Regions from separate parts of the Gossypium hirsutum genome. Here all the other regions are linked to region 2. A link is a contact called in public Hi-C data. All regions are on one chromosome and are shown on one strand. Each heading gives the region's core, a stretch centred on a gene start, on an enhancer-like site or on the middle of the called end of the contact. The rest is flanking DNA. Distances are from core to core; before and after follow the strand shown.

What was found. Hi-C and Micro-C count contacts between places; a contact is called where the count stands out from the background.
Region 1: a Hi-C map of hypocotyl shows a contact between it and region 2, with 4 times the contacts expected there. The contact joins the promoter of LOC107888755 here to the enhancer-like site in region 2. A contact is called at or near these places in 13 of 34 Hi-C or Micro-C datasets (anther, callus, hypocotyl and 3 more).
Region 3: a contact with region 2 is called in a Hi-C map of leaf, with 1.9 times the contacts expected there. The contact joins two enhancer-like sites. A contact is called at or near these places in 2 of 34 Hi-C or Micro-C datasets (callus and leaf).

The regions. Positions count from the first base shown.
Region 1 is chrA09:41,896,226-41,899,608 of Gossypium_hirsutum_v2.1, forward strand. It overlaps LOC107888755 (DNA mismatch repair protein MSH2), which reads right to left and starts at 2,123. Exons shown (of 13, transcript XM_016812949.2): 1 at 1,889-2,123; 2 at 1,700-1,749; 3 at 1,453-1,485; 4 at 1-808. The coding sequence starts at 1,937.
Region 2 is chrA09:42,150,336-42,153,497 of Gossypium_hirsutum_v2.1, forward strand. No RefSeq gene overlaps it. Among protein-coding and RNA genes, the nearest start is that of LOC107889947, 6.9 kb to the left of the region's middle. Within about 2 kb of position 1,671, at least 7 of the 9 cell types and tissues checked have an H3K27ac peak or open chromatin away from gene starts, as enhancers often do. A contact at or near this core is called in hypocotyl and leaf, where this site is marked.
Region 3 is chrA09:41,998,390-42,001,640 of Gossypium_hirsutum_v2.1, forward strand. No RefSeq gene overlaps it. Among protein-coding and RNA genes, the nearest start is that of LOC107888757, 31 kb to the right of the region's middle. Within about 2 kb of position 1,407, at least 5 of the 9 cell types and tissues checked have an H3K27ac peak or open chromatin away from gene starts, as enhancers often do. A contact at or near this core is called in leaf, where this site is marked.

The DNA.
Region 1 (3,383 bases), core at 873-3,372, 250 kb before region 2:
TTGCATCAGTTTTGCTTTCCAGGACATTCAATGCCCTCATTGCAGCAGAATCTAACCTCATGTAGCTTCCCAGATTGTATCTACAAATGCTATAGTTTCCATAATTTCCTTCAACTGCTAGTAATTCTGCATAAGAAAGTAAGGCTCCTAAAGCAGCTGGTGCAAATTCAAACCCAGAAACCAAGTCTCGAACTGGTTCAATGGAGCCTTTGACTAGCCTACCAAGATCCTGCACCAGATCCCTTGCTTTAAATTCAGTTTTCTTTCTCTCAGTTACCATAACACCACATCTGGTCAAAGCATCACTCAGAGTTCTACATTCACTGGATTTTCCACTCTCCAAGGGCAAAAGGCACTCCTTACAACCAAGAGCAACCAAAGCTGACTCCACATTAGTAAAGTGACTATCATCAAGAAACTCAGCCAAACCAAGTATTCTCTTTGTTAAATCAACATAACTAAATCCAACAGTGCAACCATTTTCACGGAAGTTAGGAAGCAGTGCGACAACAACAGGTGTATCCTGCATCTCATTGTTGGCAAAGAGAACATCTTCAAAACTGCTCAGATTCCCAGGACTGGCACTTTTCACCAACCTCCAATTGGAGCCACTACCTTCATAGAGCTCCAGAGTGTGGTCTGTTCTCTCCAGGAGAAGATCACGGGTGATTGTTTCAAACATGTTTTTATTAACACTTACACTTGAAAGACCATTCGAGCCACTACCGAGTTTCCGGAGAGCAGTAGTAGTACGATAATATGTTTTAGCGATAAAGGTTGCATTTTCACCATGAGCAGTATAATAATCCTGTATATTCAGAAAACAATAGTTTGGAAATGTGGTGCTTACAATGAAAAGGAAAATAAAACTAGCATTATAGAACAAAATCAGTTTGTACAAGTTTTAGACACCTAATATATACATATGCATTTATATATATGTGTGTAATATAAGAATGTCTTCATGTCCGCTTGTGTATTTTTACAGGCAGCATTGCACATTTACAAATTCTGACAGAGATGAAGGTTGAAATGGTTGACAAGTAGAAAGGGAAAAGTACATATAAGAAAATGGGTAATTAGGCATAGGGCATTGCAAAAATGGCAATATACTTTAGCATGAATAAATGGATTAGAAAAATATTTCCAAAACCGTCTGATCCTTTAAAAAATTTAACCATTTTCCCCTGAACTTCAGATAACACACGTATATGTATATAGCAATTTCCTGAAGAACAGTTATATGCAGACCATATTTCCATTTCCTTTTTTATATATTAAGAAATAAAAATATTTAATTTCAAAGACAACCCAACTGGCATTTCTTAATTATAGGTGAAAAAAAAACACCCAGTTCTCAAAGCAAATTATTTAACCAATAATCATAATTGAAGTAAAGACAAAATAAAATTTTACAACCCACAGTGGTAAAGACTATAAGCCTGAACTAACCCGGCGATCAAAAAACCGAACAGCCCTTGGATCCTGTAAAGGAAGAGACCAAATGATCAGGGAAACGAAATATAGTTCAAATTAAATCATTTTTTTTCAAACCATATTAAGTATTGATATGGCATTTTCTCCCCCATTTTACCTGTTCCTGTTCGGTTTCATTATATAAGTAAATAAACATTAAAGGAAAAAAAAACCATAATTAGTAATATAAATCCCAATAGATAGAAAAAGAAAGGGGGCTTACATTCGGTAGAGTTTTGAAAAATGAGAGAAACCCTTGAGCCTGCTTAGCGTCTGTTAACAGTAACCCAAAAAAAACAAAACCAAAAAAGGAGAAAAGTATTATCAACCATAAATTCCTGGAAAAAAATTATCAAAAGAAAATTAAAAGCATAAAAATAAGTTTCTAACAGAAAAAGGAGTGAGTGGGTACCTAGTTTGAGCTCTGGAAGCTTGTTTTGTTCATCAAAATTTTCATCCATTTTCGAGACAACTTACCAAAAAGCCCAAAAACGGGGGAAAAAAAGAGAAAGAAAATTGCTACTTTTCAGCTTCAGAGAACACAAACCAAAAACCTATTCTTATTCTGTAGAAAAACAAAAACACAAAACCTAAAATAAAGGGCCTTTTTCTGATGGCGGGAAAGGAATTGGCGGGGTTTTGAGAAGGGGTCTCCGAAGTACTCCATATTTCTTGGTTGTGTTGAAGTTGGATCAACCTGACCTAAGCTTGGGCCAAGTCCTGAACACAGATGATAACTTGGAGACTCAATTTATAACCAGAATTGGGCCTTTCTTTCATTTCATCCACTATGCACAAAGCCACAAATTTGTAAGTATCTCAATTCTACTTCATATTTTCTTTTAGGTTTAATACTACTTTGTATGTCCGTATCATAATAATATCATTTGTGCTTGTCTATTTAATTGGTTTTTAAAAAATTTAAAATTGATAATACATATTAATAATATATTAACTATATATTTATTGTTTTATTTTGAAGTCTCGAAATATAATATTAAAATATTATAATAAATAAAGATATTAATTGTTAAAATAAATTGAAAAATTTAGATTTGAAATATTATATTAAAATAATTAATAAAAAAAAGATATTTCAATATTTTATTATAAAATTTTGTACTAACAGATAAATTAATTCATGAAAAAATAAATAATGACTAGTAATAAAAAGGATTTTATTATAAAACATTAATTTAAAAAAAGAGTCCTATGAATTGTAATATACGTTCAATAATTAAGTAATGTTTAAATTAATTTAATGTAAGTTACTATTTGATAAATTAAAAAATTAAATGCAGAAAAATAAGTTTTGAAAAATTTAAGTACTAAATTTAAGTTATAAAATTGTTTGATAAACATAAATTTTAAATTAAAAATATTTTACATTTTATCCTTAATTTTTAAATATTTCACTTTATTTTAAATAAAAATCAAATTTTAGACATAAAATTTTTATTGGATAATATAATAATAAAATAAATAAAATAAAATAAAATTGAATTGATTGAAAATATCCTCCATTAAGTGATAAGTAACTCTTATCTACTTATTATTTTCAATGTTCTATCAAACAAACCCTAATTTAAAAGACAATATGTAAAAAAGAAATTTATCCAAATTGAAAATAAGTGCCTTAAACGAGGGAGTGTCCATTTGTTAAAAAAACTATAATGTGAACATGTTTGTTTATTTCTATTTTAGATAAACCTTATAATATATAATATTAGTCTTCTTACCTGTGATGCATGAGTTTAGTGTATAAATTAATTATAATCCTAAAAGCAATGTAGATTTGTTGAATTTGAATATAGTAAGAAGTTAGTTAATAAGTAAATTCAAATAATTTAACATGTGCAAATGATAATATTGATTATACGATGAAAGTCTTAAGGCCCAATTTCAGA
Region 2 (3,162 bases), core at 421-2,920:
AAATAAAAAATAAAATAAAGAACACACAAATTTTACGTGGAAACCCTTTCGGGAAAAAACCACGGGCAGAGGAGAAGAAAATTCACTATGTTAAAAATTTGAATCAATACAAGAGGAATAGACTTTATCTATTTATAGGCTTGTAAAGCCGTATTCTAGTAGAATTGAAACACCTTATCGTAATCAATATAAAATATATAGAGTTTAATAAAATTTAAAAAATATTATTCTAAAATAAAATAAAAGAAGTCAGTTCTGAATTTTACTTTTATTTTATTTTATATCGTATTTTATTTAAATAAGAATTTAAAAAATAACCTTTTGAATAATTATTAAAATCATTAAATTAAAAAAAAAACAATGACAAATTCTCTCCGTGATCTTGCTGATGGTGCTTCAGTTTCTGTCGGTGATCGAAACACTAAGAAGGTACGGTTCAAGGATCAGAATTCAGATTTGGACTCAGAAATGGTGGATGGTGTTAACCTAACACCGACTCTCTTGGAAAGAGATGCTTCTAGGAAAGGGAACTCATGACCAACAAGGAGAGAAATGAGGGGCTTTTTTCAGGAACGGATGATGACTTTGTTCTTTTAGACGGTGATATCAAAAGATCATCAGTTAATGGTATTCCATCGATCGAGTTCTCGGACAGGGTTAACGAAATCTTAGTCAAGAACATGGCTACCTCGGTGGTGCTTAAACTACCGGGGAGAAATATTGGATTCGCGGCGCTTCAAAATCGGATCTATGGTATCTAGAAACTGTCCATGCGCTTCAAAATGGGTATTTTCTGGTGAAATTTCAAAATCTAGTAGACTATGAAAAGGTATTATCTCAAGGGCCATGGACTATTATTGGGCAATATTTAATGGTACAACTATGGACAACGGATTTCGATCCCATTAAACCCTATTCGAGTGTGGTTATGACCTGGCTCAGACTCCCGGGACTTACAGGCCATATGTATATGAAGAAAATCCTGTGGAAAATAGGTGGTATGGTTAGAAAAGTTGCAAAATTGGACTTTAACACGGATGGTAAAGCAAGGGGCAGATATGCTAGCATGGCGATCTATATTAACCTGGAAAAACTCTTGATTTCAATGGTTTTGATTAACGGAAAAGTTCAGCGGATTCAGTACGAATCTTTACCGGTTGTTTTTTTCTCTTGCTGTCGTTATGGACATTTCAAAGAGAACCGTGGGCAAGTGAAAGAGATTCTGGAATATTCGGCCAGGAAAAACACGACGCCAGAAAATGGAATTCCAGAAACTGAACCGGCGGTGGAAACTGACCCTTTTGGACCTTGGATGCTGGTGGTGCGCAAAATGAAGAAACCATCTAAGGACCCACAAAATTTTGGAAAGAACAACACTATAAAGAAAGTTTTGGGATCTCGCTTTCAAGCTTTGAATAATTTAGAGAAAGAAAATGGAATGAACGTTGCGGGAAAAGAGGGATTTACAGATTCTTTGCGAAAAGATAAAAACCCTATAATTAAATTATTGCAAGGATTAGAAAAAGAAAATCTAGAAGTAAATTCCAATAAAGGTGGTCCAAAGCTTTTCAAATAAAGTTGACCAGGCCCAAGTTAATAAAATTGTTTCAGCGTCCAAGGGCGCTAGTGATGGAGGGCTGCTATTAAGCCAGTTGGGCTGTCAGGACTATGAAGGGCTCACTTAAGTTTAATGAACCTGGAAGCAGTCCAAATAAAGGGCCTTTGGGGAAGCAGGCCACTCCAGCTGCAAAATCAGGGCCTGAAAGTGATGGGCAGCTTCCTTATGTATCAACCCAAGATGATCACAACCAAGTTCAATCCAACTCTTGTTTTAATTTTGTTCGTTTCGAAAAAATTTCTGCTTTATTTGCTGTAGGTGCAAATGCGTCGGGACTGGAGCCATCCGTGCAGGCTAATGAATTTGATGGAGTTAAAGCACACTTCAATCCAACCTTCGAAGGTCCTGTGGGTGTTGGGGTCCAATTGTCCGATGGCGTTTTAGATCCTGATAAGCACACTGTTGTAGTTTTTAAGGAAAATTCGCACCCAAATTTCCATGAACTTGCTGAAGTACATTAACTTTGATGCCTTAGGAGCGGGTAGTTTAGGAAATAAAAATAGAAAAAATAGTGGCAAGTTTGGTATTGGTCAAGGAGGTTGGAAATTAAATAAATCATTAAGGGGAAATCTACTGGGAATTCTCGTATTCCTCTAGTTGAATCTATGGAGGCAGTGGTGATTTTTATTTTGTCCCAAATGGTGAATGAAACAGGAAATGGAGCGCAAGATAAAGTAGCTTCCAATTTAGTTGGTGTTGCTGATTCTCAGTAATGGTATGTCACTAATTTTCATTTTATTTTTCATGAATTTCTCAATTTTTTCTTGGAATTGTCAGGGTTGTGCTAGTTCCAGATTATAATATGGAATATAAATCGGATATTATTAGTTTGCTTGAACCCAAAGTAAGTGGGACCAAAGTAGATAAAATTATAGCACAGTTGGGGCTCGATACTTACATCCGTGGGGGCAATAGGATACTCTAGGGGTATTTGGATTGGTTGGAAAAATTCAGTTCGGGTTGAGGTGGTTCACAATCACCTTCAATTTAATCTCGCCTGGGTTTGGTCAATTTCTTCTTCAGTATCGATTTTTATTTCTTTTGTGTATGGAAGCTTAAATCGTCAAAAGCGTAAGGACGTATGAGAGGATCTTAGCTTATCAATTCCCGTGGGGCAAATTTCATGAATGGCTATTGGTGATTTCAATGTAATCTTGACACCTAATGAAAAAATTGGTAGTTTTTTAGCAGGTAGGAGATGCTCCCCTTTACAGGGCACAGAGGTAGGCTTTTTGAGAGATTGGATTACACACTAAAGAATGAAGCATGGATAAAAATTTTTCGAAATAGCTTGATTACCCATCTTCCCAAAACTAAGTCAGACCATAGAGCATTTTTTCTCAGCCTTAATCTGGAGATTTCTTTACCTAGAGGAAGGCCTTTTCGGTTTTTGGTAGGATTGGTCAAGCACCGTGAGTTTGGGGATTTTGTGAATGACAATTGACGTTTTAGTGAGACCGTGTCAGAAGTAATAGAAAAATTTACTGAGTGTTTAAAGGAGTGGAATAAATTAGTTTATAGTCACATCACGACTTGTAAGAGGA
Region 3 (3,251 bases), core at 157-2,656, 150 kb before region 2:
GAACCAATTAACTCAACCTAAGACCCGTGTCGACTTATTAGGTCACAACACTTGCAAAATGTGTTAAAAACACTTATTTTTATTAACTTTTAATCTTAAGGCCTAATTACTGAAAATGAAATTTAAAATTCTAAATTTCTTGGAAAACAAGCTCCTTAGGTGCGGAATTGACCTGAGTTGACAACTACATTTGACGCCAGGTCAAATACCCCACACTTAAGTTTTTGCTTGTCCTACTACCAAAAAAAATGAGAATAAACTAAAATTGAAAACAAGAAATAAACATGAAAAGGAAAAGAAATATGCTTGAGTCGGCTTGATACACAAGATTAGGTCAGAGCATCGACACTAGGACGATTTGTCTAAATATATAATTCTAGCTAATTATTTAAAAAATTTACAGTTATTTACAGTTAAATAGATTAGTTTAATAAATTAAAAAGTAAACAAGTTAAAGAAAATTAAATATATTTATCCATCAAAATGTATATACGAATATAATATTTATTTTTGCAGAGTATAGTCAGTTTGAATTTTTTTCCTGGTCGATTTATTTTTATCTATGCTTTGAATTTTAATGTAGTAATATTTTCTCGATATCCCTTATGATAATTTTTTTTATTTGTGTCAATACTATAAAGATTTTTCTCGGGCACTTTTTATAAAATTTATACAAGTCATACTGCACTGTTCCAATAACCATGGATTTTGTCGAATATTTTCTTTTTAATTTGAACATCCTATACTTCTATAAATATAATTTCCTACTAGTGTCTACCTTTATCACTTGGTATATTTAATCTCTTTTACCTATTTACAGTCTAATGAACTGAACTAATTAGTCTAATATAGACAACCTAAATCATTTAATTTCAAGCTAATTTTACAATTTAAACAAACAACCTAAGTATTTCTACAAGCTGCACAAATATGCAATTAAAAACTAAAAACCAAGAAAATAATATAACTAAAAAGAAAAAAAACATTTTAAAATTTTCCTAAGTCACCCTCACACTTTATTCGGCACATTGTCCCTAACATGCAATAAAAAATATCAAAGAAAAAAAGGTTACCCGATTAGCATGATATGTGCAAAATTGAGACTACCCCTCCTTTTTGTTTTAGCTTATAATTTTTGTGCCATAAAAAATTATAGGGTTGATGCAAAGAAAAATTAATAGCACACAAACATATATAGAAACTGCTAAATTCTAACTAATTAAAACTAATGCAAAAATTAAAAATCATCCCTAATAAAAATACAGTACACAAATCAAAATATATACAAATGTTCAAAATCAGTCGGACTCGGATTCCAACTCCTTGATCATTTGGGCCTTGCCCCTATCATGCCTCACCAACGTTTTTGTAGCCCTCATTCCTGAAGTCTGGGCTGAGCTGTGCTGGCTCAGGTCATGGATCACCACACCCTTCGTTGATGAGCGATCTGGGTGAGATATTTGCTCATAGTCTGGTGTAGCGATTGGGGTCTCCTCCTCCTTATCATCCTCATCATCATCACCGACACCCTCCTTGCTTGGCGGTGGGAACCTCTCGAACATGTCAGAGAGTAGCGTTGGTGTGGGCCACCAATTATATTTTGCGATGCAGACCAGAATGTCTTTCATGTCCTGCATCCAACGGGTCTTCCACTCTGATATCGGTATATCTATGAGGCCTGTCATCCTCGATGTATGTGCTTTCCCATTCCTCTTTTTCAGCCCCTGAGTGTCGTTCCCATGTTTAGTTCACAGCTCCTTCTCCCAATTTTGTTTACGTTGGAGCTCGATGACCTGGCCGTACAAGTTATTCCCAATCACACTTCAAGTGGGTCTCGTGAACGGCTCGATCGATGACATGGGGACATCGACTCGGTGATGTAAGGCGGTAATTGGATGCGGAAGTACATACTTTGTTTTCGATGTCATATGCACTTGAGCATCGCCTCATATATCCAGTGGCCTACGCAAATTCCTTCTCTATGCAAGATGAAGTAAAGCATGACCGCTCGGTAGGCATTATGGGTCGGCACGAGGCGGGTGCAAATAAGCTGCATCCACATCTTGGCCATCGAGAACATGATGGCTGTGTTAAATTTCAATGGTAGCTCAGAGTTGGCTTGGTGAGTCCACTCACCATGGCCCTCCATCAAGTAGTCGATAATACCCTCCATGTCAAAATCCTCAAACATGAATAGTCTAAGGTCTCTAAAAAATCGCGGGTATAATATGGGGCGTTGTAAAATCAACAAATATCTTGAGGTGTACTCAACACCTCTTTACCCTGGACAGTCATGCTGGTGATTGTCTCACCCCTTTGCTTCCGATTCTCCTTATATTTTAAGGAGGCATAATATTTGTATATAATAGTATTAATCGCCAGTTCGGTTGGAGTTGAGAAAAAATAATTCCAACAATGGGCTCAAACGAGATTCCAAATCTTGTCGCAAGCAGATATAGTGGGATCAAACCCATTCTCTTGTATGAACAACTATCCACTCATCTGAAGGAAGAACTACTCAACTTCTATATTATGGAAGTGATTGGCCTCGGGGTTACTCGATTCTTGAGTGGAACATCATTGTTTTCTTGGTGTCATTTTCAAATTGAAGTAAAATAACAACTAACCCAAATGATAAAAATGAAAAAGAACAAGTTTAGAACATGATGCCTCAAGTTGTTGTCTACTAGCCTCTGTTCCTGATCGATGTCGAATGGAAAAAAATGAAAAATGAAAACTGAAAATAAAAGAAAGAAGAACACTTATTGAGGTGAATTAGAGGTTAGGAATGTAAAAGATCGAAGCTCGTGGTGGGGAAAACGTGCAGCTACTCCAAAGGGATGTTTTTTTTAGGCGTTTTGGGTGTGTGTTCTTATGCCTAATTATTGAAAACGAAATATAAAATCCTAAATTGACTTGAAAACAAGCTCTTTTAAGTGCAGAGTTAACTTGAACTAACTACTACATTTGACGGTAGGACGGGACCATTTCTATTAAATCAAACAAAATTATGAGGATTTTTTAAAAAACCACAAATTTTGGTGGAATTTGGAAAAGGAATTTGAGTTGTTAAAATTCCCTCTTAAGGTACTTACAAAATTTGAAATTCTCCATTGTATTTACCCAAACAAGTAAATTCATTTTTATAATTTTGAAAACCTTAATCTAAATGAAATCTCTCTTAAAAATTCTTCATCTAGACACACCTATAACTCAAACCCATAAAAGTTTAAAGTAAAAGTCAAATTGTT